Linked DNA regions of Triticum aestivum: region 1 is linked to region 2. Evidence: chromatin contacts called from public Hi-C data. All regions are on one chromosome and are shown on one strand. Each heading gives the region's core, a stretch centred on a gene start, on an enhancer-like site or on the middle of the called end of the contact. The rest is flanking DNA. Distances are from core to core; before and after follow the strand shown.

Region 1 (6,003 bases), core at 899-3,398, 300 kb before region 2:
TTCAGATTACTGCAGATATTAAACTGGTGTCCACTGTCCACATATAAATAATCATATTTTGTGCTATTTGCCTATTTCAGAAGATATAGTTGATATAACTGTGATATTTGCAACTGTGCAGGCATAAGTCATTAAACATAGTATGTAAGTTCATAAATACGCCAGTAACAAAATACGAAAGGTTGTGTAGACACCTTATACGCCAAGTTTCACAATCCTCCTGATATCTAAAGTTTCCTGTTTTTGTACATGTTACTACTGAAGGTTCTGCTTTGCTGTATTCAGTCCATTGAGGCACTAAAACTGCGTCTGGCTGGCTTGCTGAAACTTTTGTGTGTGCAAGACTAATGGCAGATGTAGGAAGGCTTTGAACAAAGTTAGTATGAGTCGTCATTCCTTCAGAACTTCTATTCTGTTGTCTTTGTGAGCCCAACTTACTTCGATCGAAAGTAGATGAAGCAAATATTAAGTCAGAGTTACCACAACTTTCCAAGTTAGCTGCAAAAGTAAGCCCAGTTCCATCATGGCTACTTTCTGCTGTTTGCGTAGCATCAGCTACCTCTGGGCCACTGTTACCAGAACCCTCTAACCTGAGGCCAACTTTTCCAGATTGTTCCATACTAAAGTTTGTTTCCGGAGTCACTTTTCCAGAAAAACTGTCAGCTGCAAGGACATTCCGCAATGAAGAAACCTGACGGGTTGAGGAAAACTTCTTTGGTTTAACTGCCCTTCTATTCATGCTCATAGCCTTAAGCACTCCCTTGTCTCCAGCTGAATTGTGGTCTTGTAGAAGAGTAAATGATCTCTCATCGAAAGATCGACATTCACCAAGTCCAGATGCTGCACCTACTTGTGTTTGCATACCATCAGGCAACTTTGTGAAAGAAACCTTTACAATGTCATCTTGAGCTCCAATGCTAAAAGGTGCAGTATTCGAGGCTTTTTCTGTTTCATGGACTTGACAATGTCTGGAATGTGGAGCACCCCAATTACGTGAACCAGGTGCAAGCTGTGACTTGAGACATCTGCCATCCTCAGTAGCTGAAAGACCAAGTTGTTCAGAACTGCATGTTACCTCCTCTTTATCAGATGAATCCAACTTCTTGACATTACTTTGCTCTGTATTTGCAGTGAACAGACTATGTTGAGCACTAGCACGCTCCCCGAAGACAAACAAATCATGTTTGACATTACCACCAGTTGCAGAAAGTTTGCTTCCATCCTTTGTGAAGTAAACTTTATCTACAGAATCTCCTACGGATGAGTTACCACAGTCCTTGGGGACTTCCATGGAATCATTCCTGTCAGTACATTTTGTTGCAGTGACCGCTTGACCAACTAATGATGAATTTGTTTCGGTACTCTTGCACCCTACTGTCTGAGAGAGCATGCCACGCCCTTCATCGCGCTGCTTAGCAACACCAGGAAGAATGCTCGGACGAAAAACCTCATGTGACTTCAAATTGCTTTGAGAGGAACCAAAACTACCGCGAGAATTTATCTCCAGCACGGAATCATTTAGTCTAGAAACATGAGCACAGTCTCTTTGCTTGCCGGAAGAATCATCTTGTACAAGCTCATCGGCTGCTGCAGAGAGGCTGCACAACGATGCAGCACTGGATCCAACCGAGGAGCTTCTCTTCATCTCCGATCTCGCCGAGACGCCACTCCCAAAAACAAAATTAGCGCCACGGGAAGAACCCCATGAGCCCGCCGACGCTGGATCCTCCGCCACGGCGCGGTTAGACGTCGAGGCGTCCGCGCCGAAGACGAAGACCGAGGGGCGTGATCCACCTGCGGTGCTCGGTCGCGAGCCAGCGCCCGCAGCAAAGCTCGAGAGATCACCGCCGAGGCGCCGGCTGGGGGAGCAGGAGGCTCCGGGGTGGTCGGAACGAAAGGGGGCGGCCTGGCGCCGCGGGCGGGCGACCCGCGGCCTGTGGGTGGCGGCGGGGATGGTGGGGAATGGGGCGGAGGCGGCGAGCGGATCGGGCGAGGGATCCATCGGGTGGGCGGCACGGGAGAGGAGAGCGTGTGCGGCGGAGGGCGGCTTTACGTCGGCGGCCGCGCGCGGGCGACGTGGATTTCGTTTTCCGGCGGGGCAGGGGTGTGGGCCATAGACAGATAGAAAGAGACGGGAAATGGATTGGATTGGATTGAACTGCTCTGTACATACCCAGCTGCTGCATTAAAATAGGAAACGAACAGAAAATGATGAACGTGCCGACACGTGCATTACATGGTCAGCGGCTCGCCCTCCATGGCATGGTATCCCACCCCCATCGCAGCCTCAGGGTCAGGGTCTCCAACCAACCTGACAAGGTTAGCAAAGCTTTCACATGCTTTTTTTTAGCTGGAGAAAAAGTGTTTTTTTTTCTGACCATGCTGGAGAAAAAGTGTTCTGGAGTCTTTAGGAAATCCAGAATGTTACATTTAGATCTTGCAGGTGTGTCACAGCCTATATCTCAGTAACGTGTTCTCATGGACTTGCCCAGGATTTGAAGAGTATGTATTCAAATTCTCAAAGGGAGCCCAAATTTTTATTTTTATTTTAGGGAAAATACTGCCGCTTTTATTAACTTACGAAGTTCGGAATCTCATCCGACAAAACAGAAAGAACGATGTCCGCAGGAGCCCCCAACCAAACCTTACATAGTTCGACACCCACTCCTACTCTAGCTAGCTTATGCGCGGCAGCATTAGTTGAACGTCTAACCCAAGTCACCTTGTGATCAACAAAGGATCGCAACAAGGTTTTGATCTCCTCCACCAAAGGCCCGGACGCCGAGAGCTCCTTTGTGTGTTTCTTCAGCATCTGCACAACTCCTTGAGAGTCTAACTCCACATGCACTAGTGTCGCGTTGATTTCTTTTGCTACCTCAAGAGACCGCTTACATGCCAAGATCTCAGCCACCTCGGGATCAACGACCTCAGAGAAATGGTGGCACATACCTGCTCTGAACGCTCCCATATGATCCCTAAGCACAGCCCCACCTCCAGCCTTGTCCCCCATCTTTGATGTTGCGCCGTCGGAGTTAACCTTGATCCAACCCTCGTCCGGTGGCTCCCATTTCTGATGCTGCGGACGAGCCGGAGCATTACCTGAAGCGGGATGTGCCAGCACCCACTCCTCTATCTGCCCCAAGACTGAACCCAATATTTCATGTGGACGTTTGATCATCTTCCCTTCTCTTGTCTCGTTCCTAGCCAGCCACAGGCTATACAGCGCCTGCACCGTCGCCTGTTTTGCTTCATTGGATGCTCCCGCTAGCCACTGCAGTAGCCAACGTGCTACCTCTCCCTGGGAGACCAACTGGCATGGTGGGATCGCCACCAAATCTCCCTTCTCCGAGCGAAATAGCTGCCAAAAAAGTACCGAGTGTGGGCACGCCCAAAATCGATGAAATAAAGTTTCCTCGCGTCCACAAGCAACGCAGAAGACCCCAGGTTTTATCCTTCGCCGATGGAGCTCTGATCCGACTGCCAGTCCATTTGAAATGAGTCTCCAGAGATGAATCTTGGCCTTTCCAGGTGTGTTCGTGCCCCAAAGGGCCATGTACCCCTTGTGTTTATTCACAGAACTAGATGACTCCGGCCGTCCAAAGCGCGATCTAACCATGGCCATTTTCAGATGATAAGTTGGTCGTACCGAGAAGATTCCATTCTTTGTGAAATTCCACGCTTGGTAGTCGTCAATACCCAAGCCACCCACCACTATCTGCAAAATTTCACTTGCATCGCCCGGGGTAAACATCTCCCTGACTCGGTCGCTATTCCAACTTCTTCCATCTGGCAAGAGGAGATCGGCCACCTTAGTCACGCCCGGAATATATACCTGTCCCAACGGCTTCATAGCCCCGCTCCTCGGGATCCAGTTACTGTGATGTATGCTCACTTTGGAGCCGTCTCCAATTCTCCAAAATAGGCCCTCTCGAAGTAGATCCCTGCCGTGCAAAACGCGTCTGTAAGTGTATGAGGCTGTAGCAGGGCACGTTGCGCTCAATATGGATTCCTCTTTGAAGTAACGCGCCTTGAGCACTCTTGCCACCAACGACTCCGGGCATTGTAGGACACGCCAGGCTTGCTTTGCAAGTAGAGGCTGATTAAACACTGTCGGGTCACGAAAACCCATCCCTCCATCCCTTTTAGAGGTGCACATCTTTTGCCATGAAATCCAATGTACTTTTTTCTCACCATCCTTTGCCCCCACCAGAATTTCGACGAGATAGAATTCAGATTCCGGCACGTTTTCTTTGTGAGGTGGAAACAACTCATGGTGAAAGTTGGTACTGATTGGAGTCCAGACTTGATAAGTACCTCCCTTGCCTTCTTGGACAGACCCAAATCCTTCCATCCGGTGCATTTTCCTTTTGAGCTCTTCGTGACATACCGAAAAGTGCCCTCTTTTGATCGACCAACCAGTGTTGGAAGACCGAGGTACCGTTCACTAAGTGCTTCCAAGGTCACCCCCAACACCGCTTTGAGCTCTTCTTTAGTGTTGTCCTGACAGCCTTTTCCAAAGAAAATCGAGGATTTTTGCAAATTCACCTTCTGTCCCGAAGCTTGCTCGTAGCTAGCTAAAATCTCCCTTAGAGTCTCTAGGTACTCCATGGATCCCTCCAAGAACACAATATTGTCATCTGCAAAAAGGAGATGTGTGATATGGGGGCCAGTGCTCCCAAACGTCACTCCTTTCAGTCTATTTTCTGCTTGCGCTTTCCTCAAGAGTGCAGAGAAACCCTCGACACAAAATAAGAATAAATAAGGCGAAAGAGGATCTCCCTGTCTGAGACCTCGGGAAGGTAAGAAGCACCTAGAGCATGCACCATTAAGCTTTACCGAGAAACTTGTCGTCGTCACACAACGCATGATCATCTCTATCCATGACGGTGCAAAACCAAACCGTTCCAACATCTGTTGCAAGAACACCCACTCAACTCGGTCATAGGCCTTCATCATGTCCAGCTTTACAGCACATAAGGGTCTCTTCCTCTTCCTGTTGCGAATGGCATGGACACACTCGTAGGCTACTAGCACGTTATCTGTGATAAGGCATCCAGGCACGAAAGCACTCTGCTCCTCTGATATAAGCATGGGAAGTATACTCTTTAACCTGTTGGCCAACACCTTTGTTGCAATCTTATAAAGCACGTTGCACAAGCTAATCAGTCTAAACTGGGATAGCAGCTCCGGTGAGTTGACTTTAGGAATCATAACTATCACTGTAGCATTAAAAACCTCCGGTGTAGCTGCTCCACTCAAAAAATCACACACAGCTCTGCAAATATCATTTCGGAGCAGCGACCAGTGTCGCTAATAAAAGAGCGCGGGGAGTCCATCCGGCCCCGGGGCTTTAGTTGGTCCCATCTGAAATAGAGCCGTCCCTATCTCAAAATCTGAAATCAGTGTTGTCGTCGTGTTCATCTCCTGTGTAACTGCCCACTGAATATTTTGTAGCACCCCCTCCACCCCCACAGACCCTTCCGACTTGAACAGCTCTTCATAGAACAATGTTGCCATGGCTCTCTCCTCGTCCACAGTACACCTAGAACCATCCGGTCGTCGCAAAGCCTTGATACTGTTCTTCCTTTTATGATGTGATGCCCGGTTCTGAAAGTACTTAGTATTTTGATCACCTGCCTTTGGCCAATCCACTCTCGAGCGATGTTTGTACATTATTTCTTCTCTTTCATACACCTCCCTCAATTGCTCTTCTAGCTCCCGAACCTCGCACTGGTAACCCGAGCTAAGCGCCCATTCCTTTGCTTCCAACAGTTGGGCTTTCAGCCGTTTGATCTTCCTTCGTATCGACCCAAAGACCTCATGCACCCATATCTGCATCGAGCCCGCCATTCTTCCTAATTTTTGCCATACTGCCATTACTCCCTCCTCTCCCGTGCTCGCCGCGTCCCAAGCCTCTGCTATCATGGACTCATACTGTTCATGCCTGGTCCAAGCCTCCTCATACCTGAACGATCGATCCCCCACCCCCATGCGCTGTGGAGC
Region 2 (6,634 bases), core at 791-3,290:
AGACGAAGCCACGAGGGGACCACAAGGCATCATGGCGTGCCTTGTTGCCTTGCCGTCTCCTCATTTGCCTTTTGGTCTCCTCCCGAAGCTTCTAGGGTCTCTCTTGTCCAGAAAAAATCGTCAAAAAGTTTCGTAGAGTTTGGACTTCGTTTGGTACTGATTTCCTGAAAAACCAAAAACAGGCAAAAACAATAATTGGCACTTGGCACTAGGTTAATAGGTTAGTCTTGAAAAAGATATATGATCGCATATAAAACATTCAAGATTGGTACTATAAGCATGGAACAATAGAAAATCATAGATACGTTGGAGACGTATCAAGCTGCACCACCGGCTCTTCTTCGTCGCCGGGGTCCAACTCGATTGGCATGCTTCGGTGTCCTGGCTCCGACGCTCTTACAACCATTGCCACAACATCTTCTTCTTCCACCTACATCGCCACCGCTTCTTGTTCCTCCTTCACCGCCACCACAATCCTGTCGTGAAGTACGCTGGGGCATGATGGTCATGAGGACGCGTGTACTCTCTGTACTTGGCCCACCTTGCCCTCTGTCGAGCGTCGCCGGAGTCGGCCTGATTCATGGCCCAACGAAGGATGTCGACTGACATAGTGCCCTTCGCTGGGTCAGGAACCAACGTCTTCAACTCCTCCGACGTCGCCTTCTTCACCACAACGCCTGACTCTTTTTGCATGTCTGCCATGTTGCTGAAGTTCGAGCGGACTTCCATGGTGTTCTCGAACTTGGGTGCAGTCATCGAGCGAGCACCCGAGGAAGGAAGCCCCCCAACCAATGCCCCAAGGGAAGGGTTTGGGGATGGGGTTGGAGTTCCTGCTGGAGTTCATGGCGATGGATAGGAGGAAGAGTGAGAGATAGAGAGATAACCGAGTGAGATGGTGGGTAAGTACTGACCGTGAGGATGGGTAAATAAAGGGGTTATGGATGATAGGTTTTAATGGCGATCGACCTAGGAACTTTGTGCTCTTCATAATGCGTGTTCTTCGTAATGCAGGTCGACACGTAGAACAAGGGCAAGAAGGTGGTGTCACCCATGGAGAAGGGCAATGAGGTGGTGCCGCCCATGGAGGTTGTGCCAACCACGCCTAAGGAGGTGACCACGAATGACGACGTGGTGCCAGAGGAGCCCCCCTATCGGGGAGCACCGGAACTAAGGGCACTACCATGAGGAGGGTGGTCCAACCCACTTCTGCAATGTGATCCTTGCCCCTTAGCTTGAGTGCATCCTGATGCTCCTAGACTTCAGGAAGCACTTTTGGGCCGTGCCGGAAGAGGTGAAGCCGAGGACGAACATCGACTGCTCATGAAGGGTCATTGTCCGGCTGATGGACGACAAGGTGACCCTCGATTAGGGTTGGGCCCCCTTCGTCGCCGTCCATCAAATCAAAATTGGCTACATGGTGACGTTCAAGCTGCAGAGACTCGACACGCTCAAGGTCATCGTCTTCAACGACAAACGACATTGAAGTGGTGACAAGTGCGGGAACCATGACGACGACATTGAAGTGGTGACCAAGTGCGGGAAGCACGACGACGCCTTCGTCGTGAACGTCTAGGATAACCCTTCCTATGCTCCAGCTGGTTTAGTTTCATATCGTACTGCTTTGCTTTTGAACTGTTATGTTTAAGTGTGGGCTGTATTTAAAACTGCGGCTTGCTATGGTTTACAACTATCTTCTGTTGTGTGTCTACGAATTATTCTTCACGTCGCTGTGTGCTGGTAACCTCACCACCTCACTGAAGAGATTACCAAACAACATGTGTTGCATGGAACCAGACACTATGCCTTGCGTTTATGCCTAAACAAGCGGCAACCAAACAAACTACCTTTCGTTACATCCGATTACACCCCATACATGCATGCAACTAACTAGGTGCAGATGTTAGGTTTCTGCCTTTTTTAGCTCAGTCAGGCTCCACGGGCCAGGCTCGTTCGGGAAGGCTACCAAACACGTCCTAAGAGATGCTCCAAACACAACTTGGGCTTGCTGCCTTGCGCTCCAGCCTCTAACCGCAGCCGTCCGATCAGACAAATCACGCATCCTAGCCGCGCACTCCAAGGTCCTGAGTTATTTCTCTCGTCTCCTTCCCCGACCTCTGCCGCACGCCCGCACCCTCGGCGCCTCGACTATACAGCCTACAGATTCCCCCGTCCCCCCGTCCAAAGGCAGGCGAGATGGCTTCCCCCGACGCGGCGGCGGCGCCGCCAACGGAGCCCGAAAGGTGGAGAGACCTGGACATGCTCCTCTCCCGCCCCGGCAACCTCGTCCACTCCACCTTCGATCCCAGCCCCGGGGTTAGCCGCCGCCGCCACCTCTCCAACCCCTGCCCGGCGTTTTCGATCCTTCTCGCGATTTCACACTGAATCGGCTACTTGCGCCGTGCTTGCAGCTGCGAGACCTTATTGGGAGCGTCGTCGAGGTGCTGGTGGTGGGGGCGGGCGGGCTGGGCTGCGAGCTCCTCAAGGACCTCGCCCTCTCCGGGTTCAAGAACCTGCACGTCATCGACATGGACACCATCGACGTCTCCAACCTCAACCGCCAGTTCCTCTTCAGGTCCTTTTCGACACCAAGTCCTTCTGATTATACACAAGAATAGGGTTTATGCAGTATAGTGGTATTAAACTTTGCTGCCTTGTTCACGTGCTAAGCGCTAGATTTAAAGGTTGTTTGCTCCACGGCATAATATTTCTGGGTTGCATAGATAGTGAGCAATGTACGGATTGGAGAATAGATAAATAGAAGGACGTTCTACTGTTAGGTCCTGTAAAATGAAACTGGGTTCAATTATTTGCAAGTTCTGAGTGACCGGAAGTAAGGAACAGTAGAGAGGATTTCAGGTTAACATATACTTCTGTCCTATGTGATGCGATGTCAACAATATATCAGCATTTGGAAAATATTATGTGGGTATGGTACATTAGAAATTAGATTACTACAAGAACGCATTATCCATGGTATATCAGATAACTACATGGTATATTAGATAAATATTATGCGAGTTTCTGAAGCAATAACAAATATATTGGTAAAAAGGGTATCCTTATTCTCCATAAAATTTGGTCAGCATGGTATACGGTGGATTATGATAATCTTGTTTCATCGAATCCCTTCTAAGATATTAGATACTGTATGTTTTGCTACCTATTCTTAATCAAGTTGCAAGCAGCCAAACAATTATTGTGGTCATAAACATGCAAGATCATTGGAGGCCAATCATTGAATACGACACTTTGTCTAATTTCAGTATGATTGCCAAACCAGTGATAGATTCTCACACCCACAATAAATAAGTGAATTGACAGCAGCTGTAAACATAAGCACTGGACAGGACAACAACCGCAAACCAAGCCTTACTCATCGAGTAAGGCCAAAACCTCACTTTATTGCGGCATCAACTGTATATCTGTTTGGATTTTGCATGTTCTATTTATGTTTCTCTGTAATGTTACCATCTCAATGAGCATTGCATGTGATTTTGTACAGGATTCAAGACGTTGGGAAGCCCAAGGCTGAAGTAGCTGCGAAGAGGGTTATGGAGCGAGTTAGTGGAGTGAACATTGTGCCCCATTTTTGTAGGATTGAAGATAAAGAGCTAGAGTTCTATAATCAGTTCCAAATAATTGTTCTTGGTCTGGACTCAATTGAAGCTCGAAGCTACATCAATTCTGTGGCTTGTGGTTTCTTAGGTATATATTTCAATGCCGTTTTTATGGATCTCTAGTCTTTTACTTGGAAAGAAGGCTTCAACTAGTAAATATCTTTGGTCTGCAATGTGTCCATATGTCCTTTCCTTGTATAAAATTCCAATTTAAATTTGCAAGTGACTAGAACATGCACATTCATTCCCCGCAAAAAAAAGCATGCACATTCATAGCAACTATAATTGAGACTGAAGAAAGTTTTGCAAAAAAAATGCTAGAGATGAATGTGAATCAATACTGTTCTGTGTTAATATTTCCATCCCAAGTAAAACGGTATGCTGGGCTGCACATAAAAAGATAAAATCAAGGTTCTCTAATTTAATACAGGTAGTATTTGCCCGTTTATGACTCAATCAAATGATGGGAAACTAGTACATTTACACAATGAAACTCATAATATCTTTCATTTATTTACTGATGCCGGTATGTCTTTGGAATTGCAGAGTATGACTCAGACGACAAACCAGTCCAGGAGACAGTTAAACCTATGGTAGATGGTGGGACAGAAGGTTTCAAAGGTCATGCTAGAGTCATTATACCAGGGACGACGCCTTGCTTTGAATGCAACATATGGCTTTTTCCTCCCCAGGTCAAGTTTCCCTTATGTACCCTTGCTGAGACTCCAAGAACTGCAGCTCATTGCATTGAGTATGCTCATTTGATCAAATGGGACGAGGTATAATTCTTGTATCTGTAGTTTGCTCTTTAATTTATTTTCATTTGTAACAACTATATTTATCTTGTAGGTTCACAGTGGAAAACCTTTTGATGCTGATGATACAGAACATATGCAGTGGATCTACTCAGAGGTTTGCTCTAGTGTGATGACATACAAAATTATATAGTGTCCTATCTTTTTTTCTGTCTAATCTTTTGTCATGTATACTTGGCAGGCTTTAAAGAGAGCAGAACTTTTTGGTATTCCCGGAGTTACGTATTCTTTGACTCAGGTGTGTCATCTTCTCCGTTTATTTATTCTCCAGGCCTAAGATGTAACTTTAATCCCTATCTATCCCAGAATGTCTCAATGTTCTACTCCTCTATTGTGAACTGTGCTTGTGCCCTCGTGAATAATGCATTCTATCGCAAAACTAATAATAATCAAAATTCTTTCCAGAATCATAGTATTTTGTTATTTATACCTTTATATATCAAAACAAACCCAACCTTATTACCTTAAATTTCAAAGGGGGACAACAATATTGTGCTGGCAAGGTGAAAATTCCAGTGCTGGGTTGGTCGGAAGTTTTTTGAGTGAGTGTGGATGCAACTCAAATTCAATATTTGCCATATACTCCAAATTCCAGCCCTGTTAAGATAATCTCGTTTTTCTAGTCGTCTGTTGTGCTCCAATAGTAGGTGATTTTGCTACTAGTATTTGCTGTTATAATCATTGTGTAGTTGGATTAGGCTGTGTGCAGGTTTGCACTATGGGCAAGCTGCCACTGGTAGTAGTAGCTCATTATCCACTTCAATAGTGGACAGTTTGATATTTAAGAAGTTGAAGATAAGAATGGTCTTAGTTTATAACTTGTGTAAGTTTTGTTTAATCATAGTGATGTTTAAAGTTAACTAGCCTTGTAATCCACCTACATATGATTTTTCTGAATAAATATCTATTCACACAATAATCTCTGTCTCTTTTCTGCATGCTGCTCTTTTGCTTTGTGCAAAAAATATCTATTCACACATGGTTTAGCTGTCACCTATGCAGCTTCAGCATGCTTGTCAATGTTTAATTTCCACAGTATTGCGTTATGTCCAATTTTTTCTTCTGACAGAAGTTTTTGTGCCATTTAGTTAGTTTATCAGCAACTAATTCTCTGTATCCCACTGATGCTTTGGTCTGTTACATCCGCCTACTTAATGCCAATTATAAAATAAAATTACCACCGCTTAATGGGAATCCCACAACTTAGAATGTATCTTAGCGTCCTTCAGATAGTAGGCATTTCAACAACAAACAATAACCACAAAGCCTTTAGTCCCAAACAAGTTAGGCTAGAGGTGAAACCCATAAGATCTCGCGACCAACTCATGGCTCTGGCACATGGATAGCAAGCTTCCACACACCCTTGTCCATAGCTAGTTCTTTGGTGATACTCCAATCTTTCAGGTCTCTCTTAACGGACTCCTCCCATGTCAAAATCGGTCTACCCCGCCCTCTCTTGACATTCTCCGCACGCTTTAGCCGTCCGCTATGCATTGGAGCTTCTGGAGGCCTGCGCTGAATCATAGTTCAAAAAAGCGCTAGGCGTTAATTGTGCATTTTGCCACCGCCTTGTGCTTTACTGACCAAAGCGCATTCTTATGCGCAGATTAAGCGCAGTTATGCGCAATGCGTTTTGCCAACACCTAGAGCCTAGGCGCGCTTAAGCGCTCACTTAGGCGTGCCTTTTTTAACTATGCGCTGAATATGCCCAAACCATCTCAGACGATGTTGGACAAGCTTCTCTTCAATTGGTTCTACCCCAACTCTATCTCGTATATCATCATTCTGGACTCTATCCCTTCTCGTGTGGCCACACATCTATCTCAACATACTCATCTCCACCACACCTAACTGTTGGACATGTCTTTTAGTCGGCCAACACTCAGCGCCATACAACATTGCGGGTTGAACAGCCGTCCTATAGAACTTGCCTTTTAGCTTTTGTGGCACTCTCTTGTCATAGAGAATGCCAGAAGCTTGGCGCCACTTCATCCATCCGACTTTGATTCGATGGTTCACATCTTCATCAATACCCCCATCCTCCTGCAGCATTGACCCCAAATGTCGAAAGGTGTCCTTCTGAGGTACCTCCTGCCCATCAAGGCTAACCTCCTTCTCCTCACACCTAGTAGTACTGAAACTGCACATCATGTACTCGGTTTTAGTTCTACTAAGCCTAAACCCTTTCGATTCCAAGGTTTG

The links. A called contact is a pair of places that touch in the nucleus more often than the background predicts.
Region 1: a Hi-C map of leaf shows a contact between it and region 2, with 2.8 times the contacts expected there. The contact joins the promoter of LOC123069680 here to the promoter of LOC123069678 in region 2. A contact is called at or near these places in 2 of 5 Hi-C or Micro-C datasets (both in leaf).

What each region holds. Positions count from the first base shown.
Region 1 is chr3B:269,148,314-269,154,316 of IWGSC CS RefSeq v2.1, reverse strand. LOC123069680 reads right to left here and starts at 2,148. Exons shown (of 11, transcript XM_044492604.1): 1 at 195-2,148. The coding sequence starts at 2,002.
Region 2 is chr3B:268,849,907-268,856,540 of IWGSC CS RefSeq v2.1, reverse strand. It overlaps LOC123069678 (NEDD8-activating enzyme E1 catalytic subunit), which reads left to right and starts at 2,040. Exons shown (of 9, transcript XM_044492602.1): 1 at 2,040-2,313; 2 at 2,409-2,572; 3 at 3,503-3,705; 4 at 4,164-4,396; 5 at 4,467-4,529; 6 at 4,614-4,670. The coding sequence starts at 2,194.